Regions from separate parts of the Hordeum vulgare genome. Here region 2 is linked to region 1. The links are chromatin contacts, called in public Hi-C maps. All regions are on one chromosome and are shown on one strand. Each heading gives the region's core, a stretch centred on a gene start, on an enhancer-like site or on the middle of the called end of the contact. The rest is flanking DNA. Distances are from core to core; before and after follow the strand shown. Region 1 has its middle 36 kb from the start of LOC123441160. Region 2 holds the start of LOC123445685 (pumilio homolog 1-like).

Region 1 (5,617 bases), core at 1,021-3,520:
ATATGGCTCTTTCCGAAAAAAAAAAAAAGATATGGCTCTGCAAGTGGGTTGGCCGTGGCATGCTGATGGAGACTGGGACCTGTGCTACTCATCCACTGCTCCAGACCACTCGTGTACGAAAAATGAATTGTACGAAAAAGAGGCTCGTGAGCCGCTAAAGCATTGCAGCTCCCGGGCTCGAGTGAGACTTCTTTTTTTTACCAAAATACTATTTTCACACACTAAACAAATTTGAAAAAAAGTATATACATAGGTACATATTCATAATACATACACATAAATTTCCACTAATATTTATGCTCTTATGTAGCGTATACAAAAAAAAGATACACAGATTAAAATGGGCCTTATTTTTGTTGTATTTCGACCAGATTTTTATCTTTTTTATGTAGCACACAAACAGCAGAATTACCTGATGAATTGTTTTACATATTTAACTACCATGTATATGTATTTGTATAAATTTTTTTGTTATTTTTTAAAGCTTTTAAATATATTAATTCTTTTTGATATACCGGGCTCACTGGAGCTCGGTCTCTGCAATGCCATTCTCCTAGTGAGCGAGGGAGTGGAAACCTTGTATGTGAAGTGCTGTCAGGCTTCATACAAAGCAGGAAGAAGATCAATTTTACATGGCCTGGCCCATTTAGCGGGGTTGCAGCGTCCGGTTTAGAAAACCTTTTAGAGTTTCAGCCCTTTTTTCTGGTTTCTAGAGGTTCCCAGGCGGTTTTTTCTGGTTTCTTTTTTTTTCTGTTACAAAAAATCTTCTGGGTTAAAAAAAAGGATTTTCAAAATATGTTCTTGATTTTTAAAAAAATGTTCTGTATTTTCCAAAATTTGTTCTTAAGATTCAAATTTGTTCTCGTTTCAAAATTTATTCTTAAAATTTAAAACAATTCTGTGCTTTAAAAAATTGTTTGCGCTTCCAAATATGATCGTTTTTTTTTTCAAAAATTGTTCTCGGTTTCAATAATTTATTCTCAAGACTAATAAATGTTTGTGCTTTAAAAAATTGCTTGCTCTTCCAAATTTGTTCTCAACATTCAAACAATTTTTATGTTAAAAAAATGTCCGCGCTTTCAAATTTGTTCGACGTTTTATGAAATTGTTCTACGTTTAAAAATTTGTTCTCAAGATTCAAAATGTGAGTGCTGGAAAAAATTTTTTGTGCTTTCAAATTTGTTCAGTAATTTTCAAAAAATTTCTTGGTTTAGAATTTGTTAACAAGATTCAATAAATGTTCATGTTTTAAAGAATTTTTCGCGCTTCTAAATTTGTTCAGGAAGTTTCAAAATTGTTCTCGGTTTAAAATTTGTTCTCAAGATTCAAAAATTGTTCATGTTTTAAGGCGTTTCCAAAAATTTGCGGGGTTTTTTAAAATTGGTCTCTGTTGCAAAAATTTATTCTCAAGATTCAAAAAATGTGCGTACTTTAAAAAAATGTTCGCGCTTCCAAATTTGTTCAGTAGTTTTCATAATTGTTCTCGATTTCAAAAATTTGTTATCAAGATTCGAAAAATGTTCGTGCTTTAAAAAATTCTTTGCGCTTCCAAATTTGTTCACGAGTTTTCAAAATTGTTCTCAGTTTCGAAATAGTGAGATCTGAAATCTGTTCACGATATTTCAAATATTCTAACAGCCCATAATAGTAATTTCCATGACAATGTGAGGTGGTAATCTTGAAGAGTGAGCCAAATTTCATCATAAACCGGTTGCTGGTAAGCACATCCTGCACAATTAACAAACCATTTTTGGGATCTGAAATGTAGACAGCGAACGAACCGGGATCTGAAATCTACGCCCTAATCTAATCAGGCATTCCCGCCTCAGCAGGTTGTTACGCCTATCCTTTCCCGGACAAGAAGAAGGCTCATCTGGCGTGCTGCGTGCTGAATCGACGCCGCAGCTGCTAAACTTTTGTACAGAATATGTGCTGCTGTTGCTGTTGCTGTAAATTCTGGAATTCAGACTTGACTGTGATCTCTTTCCTACTCCTATTTCAGCTTCCGGCTCCTATCTCTGACTGAATTCAGACTTGACTGTAACCTGGGCACATATTTCAGCTTCCGGCTTGCTTCGTGCTGAAGCGAGGAGGAGGAGGACGACTACAAAATGTCCTACTCCTAACCTAGGCATTCAGCGTTGTGCACACGAAGCAAACGCGTACTAGCTGGTTTGGAATCCTGGATAAAGATTGGAAGGGACAGTATCGAAAAATATATGGGCCTGCATGCAAGTGGGGCGACGGAGACCGGGACCAGTGCTACTGATGAGAGTACGACGGAGACCGCTCTAGCTGTAGCCGACGAGAGGAGGAGGAAAGGCCACCAATGTAGTTTTATCTCCGCCCTGATTTATATTCTGTGTACAGTTTTACTTGTAGATTTAACAAATAAAATGTTAATGTACGTATCATATTTGAATTTAAGCTCAAATTTAAATTTTGTTATAAGATAGAATTTGAGTTTTTAAAATATGACCAAACAAGTTCATATAAAAATATGGGGATAAGTACATACCAGTGCGCACCAAGTTACAAATATTACTACATGACACAAATTATCAAACAGTTTTCAGTTCTACCACGCCGTGTGCCCTTCTTCACCTTGGCACTTCTTCAATGTGCACCTCGACATGAGTTTCTTCGGTCTGAAACTTGACTGCAGCAGAATTGTCTTTAGTCTGCACCTTGACACGCTCAGGTTTAGTTTGCAAAAACATCTAAAAGAGGTTCTGTTTCGACATGCACATTTCTTTTCTTTTTGCAGCCATTAACTCTTACTTTTTTTGTTGGCCAACACTCTTCAACAACAAGGGGTTGACTTGCAAGCTTCCTCCTGGCCATTGGAAAAAAACATGTCATGGATATAATTGGAAAAAAAGGACCAAATCAAAACACACACAAATAAACAAGAACATAGTTTGGCTTTTCAGGAGTGTAACGACATTTGACAAATCCCACTCTGTGCCCTAGTTCCTCGCACAATTAGCATCTGTTTTTGTTACCTTTTTGGGCCCTATTTTTTCTTTCCATCTTTCTTTCCCTTCGTACTACTCCCACCTTTCTCAGTCCATGCCCTGAATCTACTCTATTTAGGCCTTCCATCCTTTCTTTTCGTCAAGGGAGGACACATGGAAAATTCTATCTTCACTTCATGCCACTGAGACTGATTTGTAAGTGCTGGAATTGGAGTAGCATATGCAGCTTTGAATTTTTCTACCGAATAATATTCATGTAAATATGGCTGCATGTTTATCTTCGGTGGGAAGGCTAAGAAGAAAATGACATGCTCATATGGTTTACCAGTGTGTTACCACTCGAGGCAAGTGCAAGCATGCAATTCGGTATAAACAACATGCCTCCTTTCAGTTTTGTTATCTCTAACATCAGCATCCCAAAGTGATAATTTTTCAACAAACAAATGTGAAGGACTTCTGCTCATGTTGACCACCTGTTGTATCACTGCTAGAAGCTTATCACCTTGCAGACAATCACCTATCCTTCTTCTCAATTACCACAACCGCATGAGCATGATCCTGATTTAACCAAGTTATCCTTCGTAAGTATCACACCTTTGTGAACAAACCACATGAAAATCTTGATCTTGAGTGGTACTTTAATTTTCCAAATGTGTGGAGAAGTAGGTATTATCCGACATTGATAAGGTCCAGATACATTGATTTCACTGAAAACCTACCACTTGTAGTTAATCTCCAATGAATTGTGTCTCGTTGGTCCGACAAGTAAACTTCCATCAATGACGGACAAGATGGAGCCACGCATTCCAACGTTCGCCCACTAGAGATCTCCTAAATTGAATATTAAGAGGAACCATTTGCATAATTGTAACAACATAAGCATCCTTACATTGTACAATATTATATAAAGTCGGATATTGTGTGTCTAGAGACGTCTCTCATAACCACGTATCTTCTCAAAACCTGGTTTGGTTACCATTCCCAATGTAAAGCTTCACCTTTTGAAAAAAAGCTTCTTTGTTCTCATTAAGCCTTTCCAGAATGGTGAATCTGAAGGTTTCATTGTAACTTGAGTCAAGGTTTTAGATTGTAGGTACTTATTGCGTAGAATTTGTGCCCATGTACCTTCTATCTCCACTGAAAATCTATATCGCCATTTCTCAATAGACATTTATTTTTAATATGTAAATTCTCGATCCCTAACCCACCTTGCTATTTCAGTCAGAATATCATCTCCCATTTAGCCAACCTGTATTTCGTTTTACTATCATCACTTTGCCAAAAAAAAAAACTGGATCAATAGAATTCTAGTCTTTTCCGTACCCCCACTGGTATTTCAAAGAGTGATAATAAAAACATAGGCAAACTTGTTAATACTAAATTTATTAACACTACCCGCCCTCCATAAGACATAAGCCTACCCTTCTAGCAAGTTAATCATTTTTCAAACCGATCCTCTATACTCTTCCATTCCTTATTAATGAGTTTCCGATGATGAATAGGGATACCCAAGTAATTAAACTGGAGAGAACACGTCTCACAGCCGAATAATCGCTTGTAAGTATCTTGTTCTTCCTTGGCACGTCCAAAGCAGAACAATTCACTCTTTTTAAAATTAATTTTGAGCCCTCATAACTGTTCAAAGAGACAAAGTATCAGCTTCACATTTCTAGCTTTGTCAAGATCATGTTTCGTGAAAAGAACCGTATCGTCCGCATATTGCAGGATGGACACCCCCATCCACAAGATGTGGAACTAGCCCTCCTACTAGATCGCTCTCTTTAGCACAACCTATGAGAACCGCAAGCATATCAGCTACAATGTTGAATAAGGTCGGGGACATCGAATCCCCGTGTCTTAATCCTTTTTGGATTTGAAAATAATGACCCACATATGTATCATCGCCTTCAGTTGTTTTCAGCACAAAACAGAACCCTATGCAACATTGCTTTGAAACCGATTCCGACATCTTGCAGCACTTGCCGACAACATCTCGCAACACCTGCTTTGCAGTTGATGCATCGTTACTTGATAGCCGATTCCGGCAACTCCGCTCGGTAGCAACACTCGCATGTGGATGGAGGAGGGAGAGACAGGTGTGAGACAATAGATGGGCTCGAGAGATATGGAAAGTAAGAGCATTGATAGAGGAAGATGATTAGAGAAAACGCAGGGGGGGGGGGGACGAGTGAATGACCGTTCTCGTGGAGGGATAAGGCCGAAGGAGAAGGGCACATCCCATGGCTTCAGCTTGGCATGCGGGACGTGCGATTTGGTCTGATCCAACGCTTCGCGTGTGATCGGCTAAATCTCTGGTTGGCCGACCGAAGAGGATTGTTTGCCTTTAATGCACTTGGTTAATCGGGTCGCAACTTAAGCGGCTCACTACTCTACTATGAAGGCCAGTGAGTCAAGAAGGAGATGTTTTGGCCAAACTGTATTTATTTTTCCTTGCTGACACTCTTGAACAAGATTGTAATCATGATTTGTTCAGTCAATAAAGCTCATTGATTGACAAAACAAATATACTAGTAGTAGTATTCACATGTAGTGTAACAGAGTATTATTGATGTAAAAAACAGTTGCCCGGTAATTTCCGACATAGGTACTTGATTTTCACTTTCCTTTGACGAGCCCAT
Region 2 (5,617 bases), core at 1,251-3,750, 100 kb after region 1:
AGCATGTCCATTGACTGGTCTTGATGACGACAGGTTCATACCAGATAAAGCAGCCACCAGATCATCAGATCCACCAATGCTGGAAGAGTTACGGCTGAAAGAAGATGAACCGCCATTGTTCTGGTTATTGGTAGCACCAAGTTTCACACCAATCGGGGGAAGGCAAGGACTAGGAACTCTCCTCACGAGCTCAGGGTCAGGAGATGCACTTCTTGAAAGTGATGACCCTATAACTGATGCATATGTATGTGTCGACTCATTGTTTTGATTGCCTGGCAGGTGAGGTGCTTTGCTATCATATTGTAGGCCACCAATAGCTCCAGACTCATGATGAAGACCATAACGATTTCTAGAAGAACCTGACAAGTCAGTACTATTGCGGTTGGCACCCTGCCTGTTTGTATCGTGTTGATACGAGTCATCCTGCAAAACAAGTTACCTTGAGAAAAATGACAACTGAAGGAAAGACGGATTGAGCTATACACAAAGATTATGCACCCACATGCCTGCATAAGAAACCTGACCTAAATGTTCAATTTAAGATAATAGTATTGTGTAAATGCAATGCCATATGCTCATGACCAAGCAAGTATTACAATGACCTTCATATCAAATCCATTCGATATGTATGAACCCACGAAGGTAAGGCATTTATCATACCACATTAATCTAGTGCACCAGAGCACAGATTTATACTTTCAGATACATCACACATGGGTAGCAATGGAAAGAGAAGAAAATCCCAAGTATTCAAATATAAGAGCAGAAAACTTTTGTACAATATTATGCAGCCTCAGTGGAAGCAGACTAAAATTACTCCTACTAAGATTTTTAGTCAATCTAACTGAACACATGCAACATAAGTTCGGTAACTTTCTATTCAACCAGTTCGCACGTATTAAGATTTAAGACCAACATACAAGTAGGGGTGCAAGGCAGCGGCCCGCCAAGACCCGCCAATGTGCTAAGCTAGCACAAATTGAACTAGAGTACTTTAACCAAGCTAGAACTAAAATTTTCCTTGTATACGAAGCGGGACGGATTCGGGCGCCGCTCTGCACCCCTACATACAAGGAAAGGAAGCAGCCACCATTTCATCTATGTAACAACATCCAACGAGATGAAAGCCGGAACATAATGCTTTTGGCTTTAAATAGTCCATTGGTCAACAACTTGCGCAGCTGGAAAACCAATCTTTTAGGGTGACCATACCAGAAATATATTTTTTAACAGGCCCAAAACTTAACAAACATAATTAAGAGTGAGAGCTTGAACCTTCTCTTAACTTCATCCGCTAAACAATACACATGCATACAAAAAAAATCTACAGCTAGTATCATAATCAATAACACCCGAATGAGTCGATTCAGAAACAAACAGAGAAACTGGCATAGTGGCTTATATCACCGTCAGTAACACTGAAACAATTCGATTCAGAAACAAAAGGAGCAGCTGGCATATATCACTATCAGTAACACCCAATCAATTCGATTCAGAAACAAAAGGAACACCGGCAGAAGCATACTATAACTTAATACCAGCTCAAACAGTGACCATAACTCAGATGAACATGAACTCTGGCCACTTGGACTGGATGTTAAGAGGCAACAAAACCAATCGAACAAACTGAATATTTAACCACACGCCGCAACCTCTCTAACAGTTAGCAAGATTCAGTAGACCAGAACATTAGCATTACAGAGTTGACATAATCCAATCTCCAATGGCAAGTATATCCAGAACACAGTGAAATGAGCTTAATGATAAGAAATGAGTCGAGACAGGGAGATGTTGTTGAGAAGAATCACCTGAAAGAGACCGGAGAAGCTGCTCTGCCTGCCAATCTCGAGCCCAGGCATCCCAATGAGCCCGTCTCCGGGCCGCCCCGTCCCAGCGCCGGCGCCGCCGGTCGGCCTCCTCCCGTCGCCGATCCCGCCGAGACCGGAGCCGGTGCCGGGGACGGGGCGGAGGCGCTGCGCCGACCGCCAGTCCTCCCGGGACAGCAGCGGCGGCGGGAGGCGCGGGTTGACGCTGCCGCTGGAGTAGTAGTAGGAGTGGTAGGCGGGGTCGGCCCGGAGGTCGTCGTCGAGGAAGACGTCGGCGCCGTGGAGCGCGCCCGCGGAGCCCTCGACGGTGGGCGGGGCGGAGCCGCTGCGGAAGAGCTCCATCTCCTCCTCCATCCCCCGCTCCCCCTCCGGCCGCCGCCAGGGCTCCCCCCGCGTCGCCATCTCCGTCACCATCCCTCCCCCACGCCCAGAGCCGGCGGCGGCGGCGCCGCAGGAAGCTGGTACCACGCCGAGCGCCCCCAAGAAGAAAAAAAGAAGTGAACTTGATAGGATTCAGCAGGGCTAGAAACCAGATTCCGCCATGGATGGGGCGGCCATTGCTGCGCTCGAGGAGGGTCTGAGGGAGGGGGGTGGGGGGAAAGGAGGAGAGCGGAGCGGAGCAGAGCAAAGCTGTCTTTTTTTTAAACAGCGAGTGAGCTGAGGAGTGTGGAGAAGTCGCTGTCCGGGTGTGCGGCTGCGGCCGGGTTAAGTACGACGGCCGGCGAGCTGGGCGCCGTCGGATGGGGGGCGCGGACGGGCGGGATCTCGCCGGGGTGGGGGTTTGGGGGCCTAGGGTTTTGCGGCCCGCGCACATGGTGGCTCGAGCTTTGCCTTTGCTTTGCTTGGGTGGGGTTTGCTTCCCTGGTTTCCAGTTTTCTTATTGGGTTTCTTGTTTCAGGCCCTTTTTGAGGTTGACCGCCCCTTTTGTATTCTGTGAAATGTATACAAGAATTTGTATATTTTCTTTTACTTTGCAGTTAAGATATTTGTATTGTATAAGGCGGCTGACACAAATCAATCGAATGATGTTCTAGAAAAAATCTTTGCGGTTAAGGTATTAGTATAAGACGGGTACTATGAATCAACGAAATGATCTCCTAAAGTAATCATCCGCTTAGTGGCCCGTCCGATCCGCGGGATGGTGGTCCTTCGGTCGCGGCCACGCAGCATCGCACACATGACAACTTCAATGCGGCACTCATGATACATCGACAAAACTTCATTGCAGGTCTCATGGCATGTCGCGTCGCGTGACACAAGCTACAAGACAGCGTCGACGATGTCCGGGAAAGCTCCAATGCAGCGTCGACTATGCTTCCTGCGGGCCGACGCTGCTCCATCGCGACACCGGCGGTGCTCCAAACATCTTGAAAGCAACATCACTAGAGTTGTAACGATCCCACCGACCATTTGTCGTGGTCATCGTCGCAACGTCAGCACGCTCCATTGAAGCTCCAGGAGGGACACGTGTGATGCTCAATCACAGCTCCGATGGCCATTCTTAGATGCTTCCATTGAATGCTATCCTCGCAACCCTAGTGGGGGATGGGAAGGTGGTGGTCCACGTCGAATATTCTCTCGATTTGTGGAAGTAGGGGATTTGTGGCACTGTCCTCCTCCTGGTTCTCAACATCGTGTGCGAGGTGGTCGCACACCATCATGGGAGCATCTCTCCTCGGACAAATAAAGAATGGGAGGGGAACGGGCGAGTGGGGAAGGACGTGTGAAGGAGAGAGGGGTCGAAGAGATAAGGTCGGCTGGGGGAAGCGGAGGATGCGCCTAGAGGGCATCTATTGAGCAGTGCGCATGTTTTATGTTTCCCAATTATCATTTGAGGGATTTGAAATGTTTCCTTTATATAGACTATAGGAGATATGCCATAGAGGCAACTATAATAGTTGTCATTTATCTCAATGTTCATAATTGTGCGTTATATTTTGTGCAATAATAAATGGAAAACTTATGTGCACGTTTGAAATAATAAACGGTTAAAAATTCTCTAAGCTCCGGTTTGTTTTAGGCTTTTGCTTCTGCTTTTGCAGCTTTTCCACTTTAGCTAAAAAGCCACAAAAGCTCCTAAATAGGGGCGTCTTGCTTCGGCTTTTGGCGTATACCATCATATCACAATATGGATTCATAAGCCAAAAGCCAAAGCAAAAAGACCCCATTTAGATGTTTTTGTGGCTTTTTTGTTAAGGTGGAGAAGCTGCAAAAGCAGAAGTAAAAGCCCAAACAAACAAGGCCTAAGACTAGCTCAAGTGTTGCATGATAGTTATGTTTTTTATCATGGGTTTAACTATGCTGGAAACTTCGAGGACATAGTGTTAGGAGAATATTTGTGTTGAACCAAACCAATTGTTGTCATTACTATGAGATCCATTCGTCATAAGTCAATGGTCTATAACACATACAAAGTTAAATGTTTGCATAACCCCTTTAACCATGAGAGTACCAGGTTCTTTCATACTTGCTTTGTGGCTTTGGGGTTTGTTAAATATCATTTATAACGGGGTGGCTATTACGACACCTCACGGGTTTACGAAAAAGTATGACAAGGAACTAGATAGCTCAAGATTGAGATTTGTTCCTTCGACTATGGAGTGATATTCTTAGGGCTCTCTCATTGTGATGGTATCCATCATCGTGTGGCCAGACACAATGTGATTTGATCACAGGGATGTCCGAACACATGAACGAGAACATAGAACAAAACCGGTAACGAGAAACTGTCATAGTGAACAAGTTATTGATTACCGCGGATGCCAATAAATCTCACCTCGGATTTTTGTAACATGTCACGAAGCAACAAAAATAGCACATGGAAACTAAAGATTCACTCGAATATCCATTCGTGTGGGCATATGGGTCAATATGGATTTCCATGGTTCCACTATTGATGAATGATTGAAAAGAGTTTCGGTCATGTCTATATTACATTGAATCTACAAGATCACACACTTTAGGTTCTTCTATATACTGACTATAAGGAAATGAATCTAACAGAAAATCATTGGAAAAGTATCCAAGACACTAAAAATTCTTCGGAGAGAAAACCAAAAGAGTCTTGCAGAAATCAAAAATTGTTTTGGAGTAAGCCATCAAGTCAGAAAAGTTTTGGAATGCGTCCGGAATTTTCAAAGGGGTGTTGAAAAAGGCATGAGACCTCGTGCAATTTTCTGGAGGGGGCGCTAACGGAAAAACACAAATTTTGTGAGGGTGGTTTCGGGTGGCACCCTCTTATGGGGGCATCCCCTTTTGGTGGAAGCTTGTTAAGGGTCCATGGTGAGGTACATTCCCCACAAATGGTGGAGATGAGTTCACACTACAAGAATCGTGTTAATAGATGATTGTTTCAATTCGTCACATATTAGTTCAAAACCGTCATGGAGAACCTTCCATGACGGATTTTGGTTATGTATATTGCCTCATAATTTAATCACCATTGACTCCATGATGGATCTTTCAAAACCATCATGGATCCATGACGGCTCTTGACCGTCATAGAAGGCACTTAACTAGCGTTCTAACAACGACGTTAATGCACATGCCACATCATCGTGTGACAATGATTTGACGTGGCAGCATGTGTAGTGATCAGCCCAATTCGAGTTTTGGCCCACTAAAATTTAGCTTGGTCCAACACTAACAACCCATGCTCAACCCAATTAAATTTTTGCCCAATAAAATTTAGCCCGACCCAACACTGACAACCCCTGTTCAGCTGAATTAGAATTTTGGTCCAAAATATTTTAGATAACTCATTCCAAAATATAAGCACGTATCTTTTCTTT

The links. Hi-C and Micro-C count contacts between places; a contact is called where the count stands out from the background.
Region 2: a contact with region 1 is called in a Hi-C map of seedling, with 2.7 times the contacts expected there. The contact joins the promoter of LOC123445685 here to the enhancer-like site in region 1. A contact is called at or near these places in 2 of 6 Hi-C or Micro-C datasets (leaf and seedling).

What each region holds. Positions count from the first base shown.
Region 1 is chr3H:614,622,736-614,628,352 of MorexV3_pseudomolecules_assembly, forward strand. No RefSeq gene overlaps it. Among protein-coding and RNA genes, the nearest start is that of LOC123441160, 36 kb to the left of the region's middle. Within about 2 kb of position 2,271, at least 3 of the 3 cell types and tissues checked have open chromatin away from gene starts, as enhancers often do. A contact at or near this core is called in leaf and seedling, where this site is marked.
Region 2 is chr3H:614,723,854-614,729,470 of MorexV3_pseudomolecules_assembly, forward strand. LOC123445685 (pumilio homolog 1-like) reads right to left here and starts at 2,501. Exons shown (of 9, transcript XM_045122710.1): 1 at 1,809-2,501; 2 at 1-423. The coding sequence starts at 2,240.